Linked DNA regions of Oryctolagus cuniculus: region 2 is linked to region 1. The links are chromatin contacts, called in public Hi-C maps. All regions are on one chromosome and are shown on one strand. Each heading gives the region's core, a stretch centred on a gene start, on an enhancer-like site or on the middle of the called end of the contact. The rest is flanking DNA. Distances are from core to core; before and after follow the strand shown.

The links. Hi-C and Micro-C count contacts between places; a contact is called where the count stands out from the background.
Region 2: a contact with region 1 is called in a Hi-C map of embryonic fibroblasts, with 2.3 times the contacts expected there. The contact joins two enhancer-like sites. A contact is called at or near these places in 3 of 6 Hi-C or Micro-C datasets (ear pinna, embryonic fibroblasts and an unstated tissue).

What each region holds. Positions count from the first base shown.
Region 1 is chr1:227,113,238-227,117,960 of mOryCun1.1, reverse strand. No RefSeq gene overlaps it. Among named protein-coding and RNA genes, the nearest start is that of GPR21, 80 kb to the right of the region's middle. Within about 2 kb of position 2,535, at least 1 of the 8 cell types and tissues checked has an H3K27ac peak or open chromatin away from gene starts, as enhancers often do.
Region 2 is chr1:227,339,264-227,343,986 of mOryCun1.1, reverse strand. No RefSeq gene overlaps it. Among named protein-coding and RNA genes, the nearest start is that of CRB2, 15 kb to the left of the region's middle. Within about 2 kb of position 2,211, at least 2 of the 8 cell types and tissues checked have an H3K27ac peak or open chromatin away from gene starts, as enhancers often do.

The DNA of each region.
Region 1 (4,723 bases), core at 1,286-3,785:
TGGTCTTTGGAGGCTTTTAAAAATAGTACCATAATGCAAATTAGGTTATGTAAGCTTTACAGCACAGCTAGAAATAGGGAACAGAAACCCTGTGGGAATCTGGGCCAAGTGTTTCTCTGGTCCTGGCACATGCACATGGGACTTGGGGATTAGAGGAATTAGTTAATCAGTGTACATGCTCTCAACAGGCCCTTGTGTGGGGAGAGACTCAGTAAACGTGGCCTGTGAGAGTGGCAGGCGGTCTGTGCAGGAGGTGAGGCTGTGCTGAGGGGTGTGGCCTGCGCGGGGTGCTGCTGTGTTGGTTCCTGGGCACTGACAAGTGTGGGCTGCCCCCAGGCTGTGGGAGAGAGCTGCTAGCTCCAGGGCTGAGACAGAAACACAGCCGAAGCCTGGGGCGGCTGCTGTGGGTCCTGGCTGAATGGAACTCCTCCCGTTTCTGCCGTGTGGGTAAATCAGCAGCCAGTCTTGTAAACTTTCTTGCTGTGAGATTTGAGGGTGCTTAGAACTTCCCAAGGGCTGAGCTTTGAATATCTACCTACTGAATCCAAGCTTCCTACCAGTGCATTTAAACACAACAAAAAGCCAGCCTGGTGTTTGATTTTAGCTGCCCATGAATGCAGCGTTCAGAGCTCAGCCGTGGTTGGCAGGTGGAGAGCCAGTTACTGTGAACCATGGGAAGGAAGGGCCGGGAGACCGCTGGCAAGCCTCTAGTGCCGTGGACTCCGCTGCTCCCCTGACAGCACTCCCGTGACATCTCTTCTAGCTTGCTTTGACACTTTGGGGGAGAAACACCTGTGCTGATCACCACACGAGGCCTCCCTCTGTCAGGCTTAGGAAAAACCACATCCGTCCGTGCCTCTCTGCGGACATCCCTGTGTGCATCTATCTTACCCATTTGTCTGTTTACGGAGTCAGAGTTTGATGAGTTGCTTTTCAGCAGAAAAAAATGGGCAGATGGCGCCGTTGCCATTGTTGGACTGAATGATGGGTGGACACACTGTCTGCAGAGGCCTCCTTGAGACGAGTGGGCAGGGGCACCCCTGGTGTGCAGGAGGTGATGGGCTCTGTAGGGAGCACAGATGGAACTTGGAAAATGATCTAAGCTTGCATGTGGACAAGGCTTGAGTGTTACCTTCAGGGAGGCAGAAGATAGACTCGTCGTTGGGAGTCGAAAGGCTTTTCTTAATCCAAGGAGCAGTTGTGTAACTGACATCCTGGCGGAGGATAGCACGTTGCTCCCGGCTGGGGCTGCTGGGTAGGATCTTTGCCTCATTCGGTCAACCATTTGTTCGCAGCCTAACAGCTGGCACCTCCTAAGGAGGGCCTTGCTCGTCCTGGGCAGAACTTTGCCGCTCCTGCAGCTGAGCGATGCTGCCTCTGCCGGGGGGGTGGTGGTGGTGGGGGGAGCCGCTGGAGTGGGAGATGCAGGAGCATCTGCTGCTGCCACCCGGCCACGGCCGGGACACTGCCTAGCACTGTCCGGAAACCCGGTCTCTTTCTGTGTGCTAAGGTTCTCCTACTTTGATCCTTTACTGAGTACGCATGGAGGGTCTCTGTCTTCAGGAGTCCCTGCACGTCCCTGGGCTCGCCACTGGCCTGCAGTTTAGATGGGTCATTTGGGCTGGGGGCTGCAGGCTGAGAAGTCGGGAATGGTGCAGAGGAAGGAAAATGCCGAAAAAGTATCAGGGGCCGCGTCGTGGGCATGCCTGCCAGTTCCCAGATGGCTGCCTTACGGCGGTGGTCTCTGAGGTGACAGTGACACCCCATCTAGAGCCACGGATGACACCCAGCTGTGTCCTGCCCACAGCCTTTTTCTGCTACACCGACCGATGGGTGCAAAGTCCAGAATGAAACTGGAGTCCAGGCCTTCTGACTGCAGGTTGCCCTAGACCAGTTCCAGCCTAGCGGGACAGGCTCGGACTGTCAGCGGCTGTGTAAACACAGGAAGCTTTGGCATTTAAAGTGTTTTCTGGGCTGCTTAGATGTCAGTGGGAAACCAAGGCACATGCTTTTTCACTTGGCTAGATTTTCTGAGTGCGCACTGCCTGCCTGGCCTGACGGGATGCTGAAGGAAGGCTGGGGAGGCTTTGGCCGAGTAAAGGGAGCAGGAGCCCCCCAGGTGGGGGCCGTGCACGTGGGGAGGTGCTCCCGGGCAGGGCACGTGCCAGGCCTCTTGTCCCTGCCGGCAGCGTCTGCCCGTCGGGTGTTCACTCGCCTCCCTTCCTTCATGCTGGGCCTGCGCCTGGCGAGCCCTGCCCCGCGCCCGCCGCCGTCTGCTGTCGGCTGCCTCACCGACGCCTTTCCTAATCGACGCCAGCTGGGCCCCTCAGGAAGGTGGCTGCGTATAGAGATGGCCTCGGAATCCTTTTTAGGGAAGGAGAATTCGCCGCTCACCCAAGGCGTCTTCTTGGCAGCTGGTGGTGCCCTCCTCCCAGAGGGCAGCCTGAGAGAGGAAGCCGTTGGAAGGCCCCGGCTGGCTGGGCCCTGGGCCCTGCCGTGGGGGTGAGGGGCCCCTGCTGGCGCTCCTGCCACACGTGCTGTGCAAGGCCCCCCTCCTGTTTCTCCCCGTCTGCTCTGGCATCTCAGTGAAGTAGTGCAGGCCTGGATGGTTGTTCCCCTCCTGCTGGGGGCGCTGGAGCCCAGGGAGCTCTCCAAACCACCTGGCTTGTTGTGGCAAAACAGCGCGCTCCTAGCAGTGAGCCTCAGCCCCAGAGAGGAAGTGGCATGTCTTACTCTGCTGGTAGAGTTACCACAAGCCCTTGCTTAGAGGTTAGTTTCTGGAGATTTTCTTCTTTTCCAAATGAGGAAATGGAGGCTTAGATAAAGTGACTTGCCCCAGATTATACCACTGCAAGTAGCACAGCGCCCGCGTCCCGGCCGTGCCCGCCGGCACCGCGCTGCGTCCCAAGGCCACGCGTCCTCGCCGCGGCGCCCTCCTCGCTGCGGCGCGCCCTGCTCCCCTTTGCTCCAGACGGTCGTGCTCAGGCTGTGTGGCTTAACCAGCTCGCTTGCCCCTGCCCCTCCTGCCGTCCCTCCGAATCCCAGTCTTCCCAGGCTCACTCTTTCTGTTGGCGCCTGGCAAGGTGGCCATCAGTCCTGGGCTGGGCAGTCTGGTTCTCTCCAGCTGCACACCTTTCTGTGCGGTAACAGCCCTGTGATCAAGTGTGGATGTAGAGGGACCCTTGGGGGCTGGAAGCGGGGAAGGGGGTGCAGGGGGAGGTGTGTATTCTGTGTTCGCCTCCATCCACGTGTTGGCTGCTGGCTGTCCCGCCCAGGCCATCAGTGTGGGCTCTTACTGGAAGGAGACCCTGGGGGTTGGGGGTCTCTGATGCTAGGGTTCCCTTTGGTCAGTGGTGCTCAGCCTTCTAAAACTCTCCCGGCCCTCGGAGGCGAGGTCAAAGGAAGTACAGAGGAGGTTTTCCAGGAGGTGCGGCGGGAGCCGGGCGGCGCCCGAGGAGCTCGGGACGACTGAAGGCACCCCAGGTAGAGGCCCAAGGGTCAGGGCTCTGATGGGGAGCCCCGGGATGATTCTGTCAGGGATACCAGAAGGGTCGAGACAGGGGAAGTGGGTCAGGCAGACCTGAGGAGAGGCTAAGAGGCGAGCTCTGTGCATGTCTGAGCAAGGAGCTGGTCGTTCGCTGTGAAGCAAAGCTCCCCGTAGTGTGTTGTTTGGGCTGAGCTCGGGTGTGACGTGGCCACGCCTTCTCCCAGCCTGTGCACCTGTTCATGATTCCCTGCTGCTGAGACCCGGAGCAGAGGGCAGCAAACCCCGGACTGAGCAGGCTGGAGCAGAATGTGTTCCATCTCCTGTGTGGGGAGACGCCTGGGAGTGCTTGGGGGCTGCACTCTGGGGACCCTGAGTCAGGAGAGGAGCCGGGCACATCAGCACATCGGCTCACAGGCAGGCAAGTGCTTCCTGGTCAGCTGGACATAGATCTGGCGATGTCCAGTCGGGGAGAGTGTGTGTGTGTGGGGAACCCTTTTAGGCAGCGTGGGAGGTGAGGTGGTGGGCAGATGGCCAGTCTCAGGACTTCACGAAAGACCCTGGGTGCTGTATCCTTCAGGGTTTACAACCATCCCAAAAGCGGAAAGAATTTCCGGGTGCTGAGTGGACAGCCAGATGGCTGAGGACCAGAGGATGCAGGGCGATGTGGGGGAGGCTGACCGAGCCGCAGCGGCAGGACAGGAGCCTGAACCAGTGCCCGCTGTGGGAGGAGCCGCCGGAGCGCTCCTCCCAGTGCCCCCTGGGCCCCGCATGCATGCAACAGGTTTTTTAGCCAGGGGATGGTGTAGGCTTTGTACATGGTCATTGGAGGGCAACTTGTGGATTGACCGAGGGGTTGATTTAGGCCTGTTCTGCTTCTCTCCCAGCCCTGCCTCTTACGCCCCATCCTGGACTGGAGGGGTCAGGTCTTGTGCATTTCCACAGCTCTGCTCGAAGCTGTGGCTTTGACCCTAACTCTAGCACGAGCAGTGTCTACCTACAAGGGCCTCTGTGTCCTCCCCACAGCAAGCAGAGTCCCCTCGTTGTGTGTTTTGATGGGAAAATACACAGGAAGCGCTGATTGAGACTTGGTGTCAGGAACCTTGTTAAAGGGCCAGGTGGTATTTCAGGCTTCGTGGACCTGGAGTCTCTGTGTGCTGGTTCCGCCCCGTCCCAGGAGCAGGCACAGTAGAGGTGCACGGCTGTGCTCCGGTGACGCTTGCTGGAAACCCTGGGCCC
Region 2 (4,723 bases), core at 962-3,461, 230 kb before region 1:
CGTCTAGTGCCAGCCGGGTAGCCCACGGCCTTAGTATCCCCCTGTTGTACCCAGGAAGCAAGCAGAGAAGTGGGCAAGTGGCGGCTCTGTCTGTGGTGGCTCCACCCGTGGTCTTGTCTGTCTCTCCTGCTCAAGCGGGCACTGGCTCTGCTCTGTCCCTGAGAGCCCCACCTGACACTGGACACAGAGCTGGTGTCCAGGACGTGAGAGCAAACACTTGCAAGGTGTCGCCATCCCCCATTTCACAGATGGGGAAACTGAGGCTCATAAGGGGCAAAGCTGGGACTCACCAAGCACGGGAGAAAATTAGCACACTGTTGAGTAAGTGAGCGTGAGTGATGGAGGGATGAGAGGAAGGATGAGCAAATGAGACTGAGTGGGGACGAAGGGAGTGGAGGTGAGGGTGGGGTCTTGGCACGTGGCGAAGAGCTGGAGACCCCCTTCCTCCCTTCACCTCCTTGGCCCGCCTCCAGCTCCCAGGAAAAACCCCTTTCCTCTCCTTCCAGGGAGCCTGGGTTCTTTGCCAGGCTGTCGCCTAGCAACAGTGCCCTCGCCCCGGCCGGCCCTGCCCAGTACAGGCTGGGGGCTGCAGGTGCACGGCCAGCCCCGAGGGCCTGGCTCCTGGCAAGGAGGGCAGGGAGCACCCTGGACAGCTGAGCTGGGGAGAAGGTCAGGGAGGTGGACCTGGGGAAAGAGGTCTTTCCTCAGGTGCTCCTGTGGGATCATCCAGGTGTTCAGCAGGTGCAGGTGCAGGTGCAGGTGCAGGGCCATGGGCGGCGCCCGTAGCAATGCGGTGGGGCCCTGACTCTGGAGATGTGGGAGCCACCTCGCTCCCTGAATCTGCTTCCTCATCGATAGAATGGGGGCACAGTGCCCCTCCCCAAGGAGGACAGTGCGAAAGGTGCAGGCGGTTTTTCTGAGCCAGGAATGTGCGAACCGTTTGGAGAGGGAAGACAGTCTCAGTACAAACAACTCTCACAGCCAGGGGAGGGTGGAATGACGTGCATGAGGGCATTAAGCCTGGAGGGCTCCCTGGAGAGGTGGCACTGGGGCTGGGTGGCCCTGAAGGACTTCTTTTAGGTGGAGGTGGGGGCAAGGAGTGGGGGAGGAGACCTGGCAGAAGGAACAGCCCGTGCCAAGGCCTGGGGGCCTGAAACAGAAGAGGCTCCACCAGCAACCACTGCCATTTATTCGCGCTCAGGCACGCGGACTCCGGGAAGGAAAGGCAGGTGAAGGGCCGGTGCCGGGGGCCGCAGGGCTGGTGAGCAGCGAGCCACGGCCCGCTCGCTTCCCGCTGAGTCCTGTGTGCTGGGAGAAGTGTGGCTCGGGCTCCCGGAGCCAGGAGAGCCGGAGTGCAGCAGCATGGCTGCGGAGCGCGCAGGGGCCCGCTCGCTCGTGTGGGTCTGGGCTGCGGCCAGGGGCCGTGGGGAGCCGCTGAGGGTTCTGGAGTCAGGAGAGACTTGGCCCAGGCAGGGTCCTCAGGTCCCTCGGTGCTGTCCTGGGCCTCCTGCGCTTGCCACTCTCTGCATCCAGCCACGCCGCACCCCCCACCCCCACCCCCGCTGCCGCCCAACCGCACGGAGAAGCCATGTGTGACGGTGGAGAATGTAAAAATATATATGCCACCGAAAAGCAACAACAGGCTGACAGCACACAGCTATAAATACTCCGGCGGGCGCAGAACTGTTCCTCCCGGCCCGCTTCCTGCTGCCTGGGGGCCGGGGGGCGTGGTGTTCGACGGGTGGGCGGGGGCACGCAGGAAGGGAAATGCAAAGGGGCCGCCATCTGTGAGCCCCCTCCTGCCCTTGCCCCAGATGGCCGGGGCGCAGCCACGCTGACCCCTGGAGCCTCTGTAGAGCTCAGCTCTGCCCCTGCCCCTGCTGTTCCTTCCCCGAGCATATGCTGTTCCCCTCTCGGTACCTCTGCCTACCGCAGGGGCCTCAGCCCCGGAGCCACCCCCTCGGGGGGGACGCCCTGGCCCCCTCCACTGCTCACATCCTCCCAGACCTGCAGCGGCACCGGGGCCGTGCGGGTCTCTGTGGGTGGTGGGCTGCCGCTGGTGCAAGCGGAGCCAGGACCCGTGCCCGGGGTGCGCCGGGAGCCTGTGTCCCTGAGAGGCCTCCTTGCTGGCAAGGGAGAGGCAGCCTCCTTTATGATTAATGGATGGGGCAGGGCTGATGACAGCACAGTGGGAAGTGGCCTGGCAGCTCCCAGGGGAGTCTGGAGGTGAAAAGGCACGGGCAGGGCCTGGAAGGAGAAGACAAGACGGAGGAGGAGGAGGAGGGAAGGAGGGAGGTCCTGTGCTTCCTGCAAGGAGGGCTGGGCACCGACCTGCCGGGGAGAGCGGGAAACGCTGCCCCTCTCGGACCTGCCCTCGGGCCCACTGCCCCGCGTGGGGAGTAAAGGCAAGGCTGCGGGGGGGGGGGGGGGTTCGTTAATTTCCAGAGCTTTCCAGACCACCAACGCGGCTCGGTGGAGACAGCACGCGAGCCACTTATGCAAGCTTTACCTAATTTTCTAGTAGCCACTTTTTTAAAAAAGAGGGCGAGACTGACACAGACACAGACAGAGAGAGAGGGATCTTCCATCTGCTCGTTTGCTCCCCCAATGCCGCCAACAGCCGGAGCTGGGCCAGGCCAACGCTGGGAGCCAGAAACCCAATCTTGGGTCTCTCACAAAGGTAGCAAGGACCCGACTGCTGGAGACGCCACCTGCTGGCTCCCAGGGCGCGCATTGGCAGGAAGCTGGAATTGGGAGTGGGGACAGGACTCAAGTCCAGGTGTCCCAGCGTGGGAACTGGGCATTCCACTGGGACCAACTCCAGCCCTGAGCAGCCACGTTTTTAAAAAGTCAAGCAAGCCAGTGAAGGAAGTTTTAAGTTTTATTTTACCCAGTATACTCTAAATATCATTTCTACAAGTAATGATCGGACAGTGCCGCTGCCCTGGGCTCTCGACTCCATGTTTATGGCCAGCATCGAGTGCCCAGGGCCTGGCATATAGTGGATGCCCCGCAAATGTTTGTTGAATGACTGACATGCACAGAAATGAGTGAACCAATGGCGTAAGGCTCTGTTAGGTCAGAAGCCAGACCCCCAGCGTGGGCCATGGGAACAGGCGTGGCGATAACTGCTGTTCCCACCTCTGTAGCCAGTTCTCTCTGACTGTGAATCCCCGCCCCCCCCTTCCTGGGCCTCAGTTTCCCCATATGTGCAGTGACCCGGGGGTTGGAGTTCATGATTTTCCTGGGCTCTCACTACTGGGTAGAGCTCAGAAGATGGGAGTCAGGCCCTCGGCACAGGTCCCTGCTCTGCACCCCCCACCCCTCTGCCTGTGTGTGGGAGACACCAAGCCCCTGGGAAGGCCTCCAGGAGACCTGCTGTGCACAATGGAGCCAGGCCCTGGGGGCAGAGGCGGGGGGGGGGGGGGGAGGATGGGGAAACCAAGCAGGGCTCCTGTCACACACTGGCCTTGGCCCAGGCAGCAAGGCCAAGGTCGGTGCTGGGGCTCAGCTCTCCTCCCACTGCTGTCGTCACCTGCATATTTGTCTGGAGTTGGGAAGAGAGCAGGGCAGGGACTACCCCCTTTATTTCTGCAGAGAAGGAAAAGATGAGCCAACACCAGTCCAAGGCAAAGCTGGCCACAGTCATGGGCCTCTGTTTTCCTCATCTGAAAAATGGGTACACAGCGCACCCTTGTCCCATTAAACATCAGAGCAAGTGATCTGGGGCAAGATGCTTCCCCTTTTTGTGCCTCAACGTCCTAGTTTGTAAATGGGGATCATGATGGCACCAACCATATAAGATTGCCGTGCCAATAAGGTATGCCAACACACAAAGCATGGGCAAGAGTGCCAGGCACGCTGCCAGGCCGTGTGAGTGACAGGTGGCAGCCTCAGCTGAGGGGTGTGACCAGGGCTTGCCGACTCTGAAGTCCTCTCCGGAGCGGCCAGCGCCTCTGGGCCTCTGCGAGCTGCAAAGCGCTTTGCTCTCGCCAGGCTTCTGTCCAAGCTGCCTCCGTCCGGAGGCTGTTGCAGATCGGTGCTTTCTAATCCAAGAGGCTCCTGAAAATCGTAAATCACTCTGGGGGCTTCAGTGCTCTGTGCGAAGGCTTTCCACACCGCTGAGGGCCGTGCACGCCGGAGACAAGTGGCCCCTTTCAAAGACTCCGGCAGGGAGCAGGCGGGAGCGGATAGAGGCCGGTCCCGGAGGACCGCGGCGGCGGCTCGGGCCACCTCCCGTGCCAGCCCTGGGCAGAGCAATCCCAGCCCGTCTGCAGATTCCTGGATTCCACTCCGAGGCCAGGGAAGCCTCTGCGATCGCTGACTCAGCCAAACGGCGGGCGTGAGTGAAGCGGGGATTGGCTCCGTCTTGCCTGCAATTGTGCCTTTTCTGTTTTCCTTTGTACGTGAAGGCAATGAGCTGGACAGAGCAGCTGGAGAGTGGGTCGTCCTGGGCCGCCCAAGGACCTTGCTCCGGAGGTCCCCGCTGTTGAAGAAGCAATGGGCTTGCGGGGGCTGGGGACAAGGGGAGGCCGCCGTCTTCACACCGCGGCTGGGGTCGTGTCAAGGCCCTGGGCTGGGTAGTTCCTAGTTCCACCCCACCTCTGCTACGTTGCCATCTCTGACCTCGGCTGAGCTCTTTACTTCTCTGATTCTGAGTCCCTTGACTGTCCATGCAGTGGATAAGCTCGTCATGTGTGTGTGTGTGTGTGTGTGTGTGTGT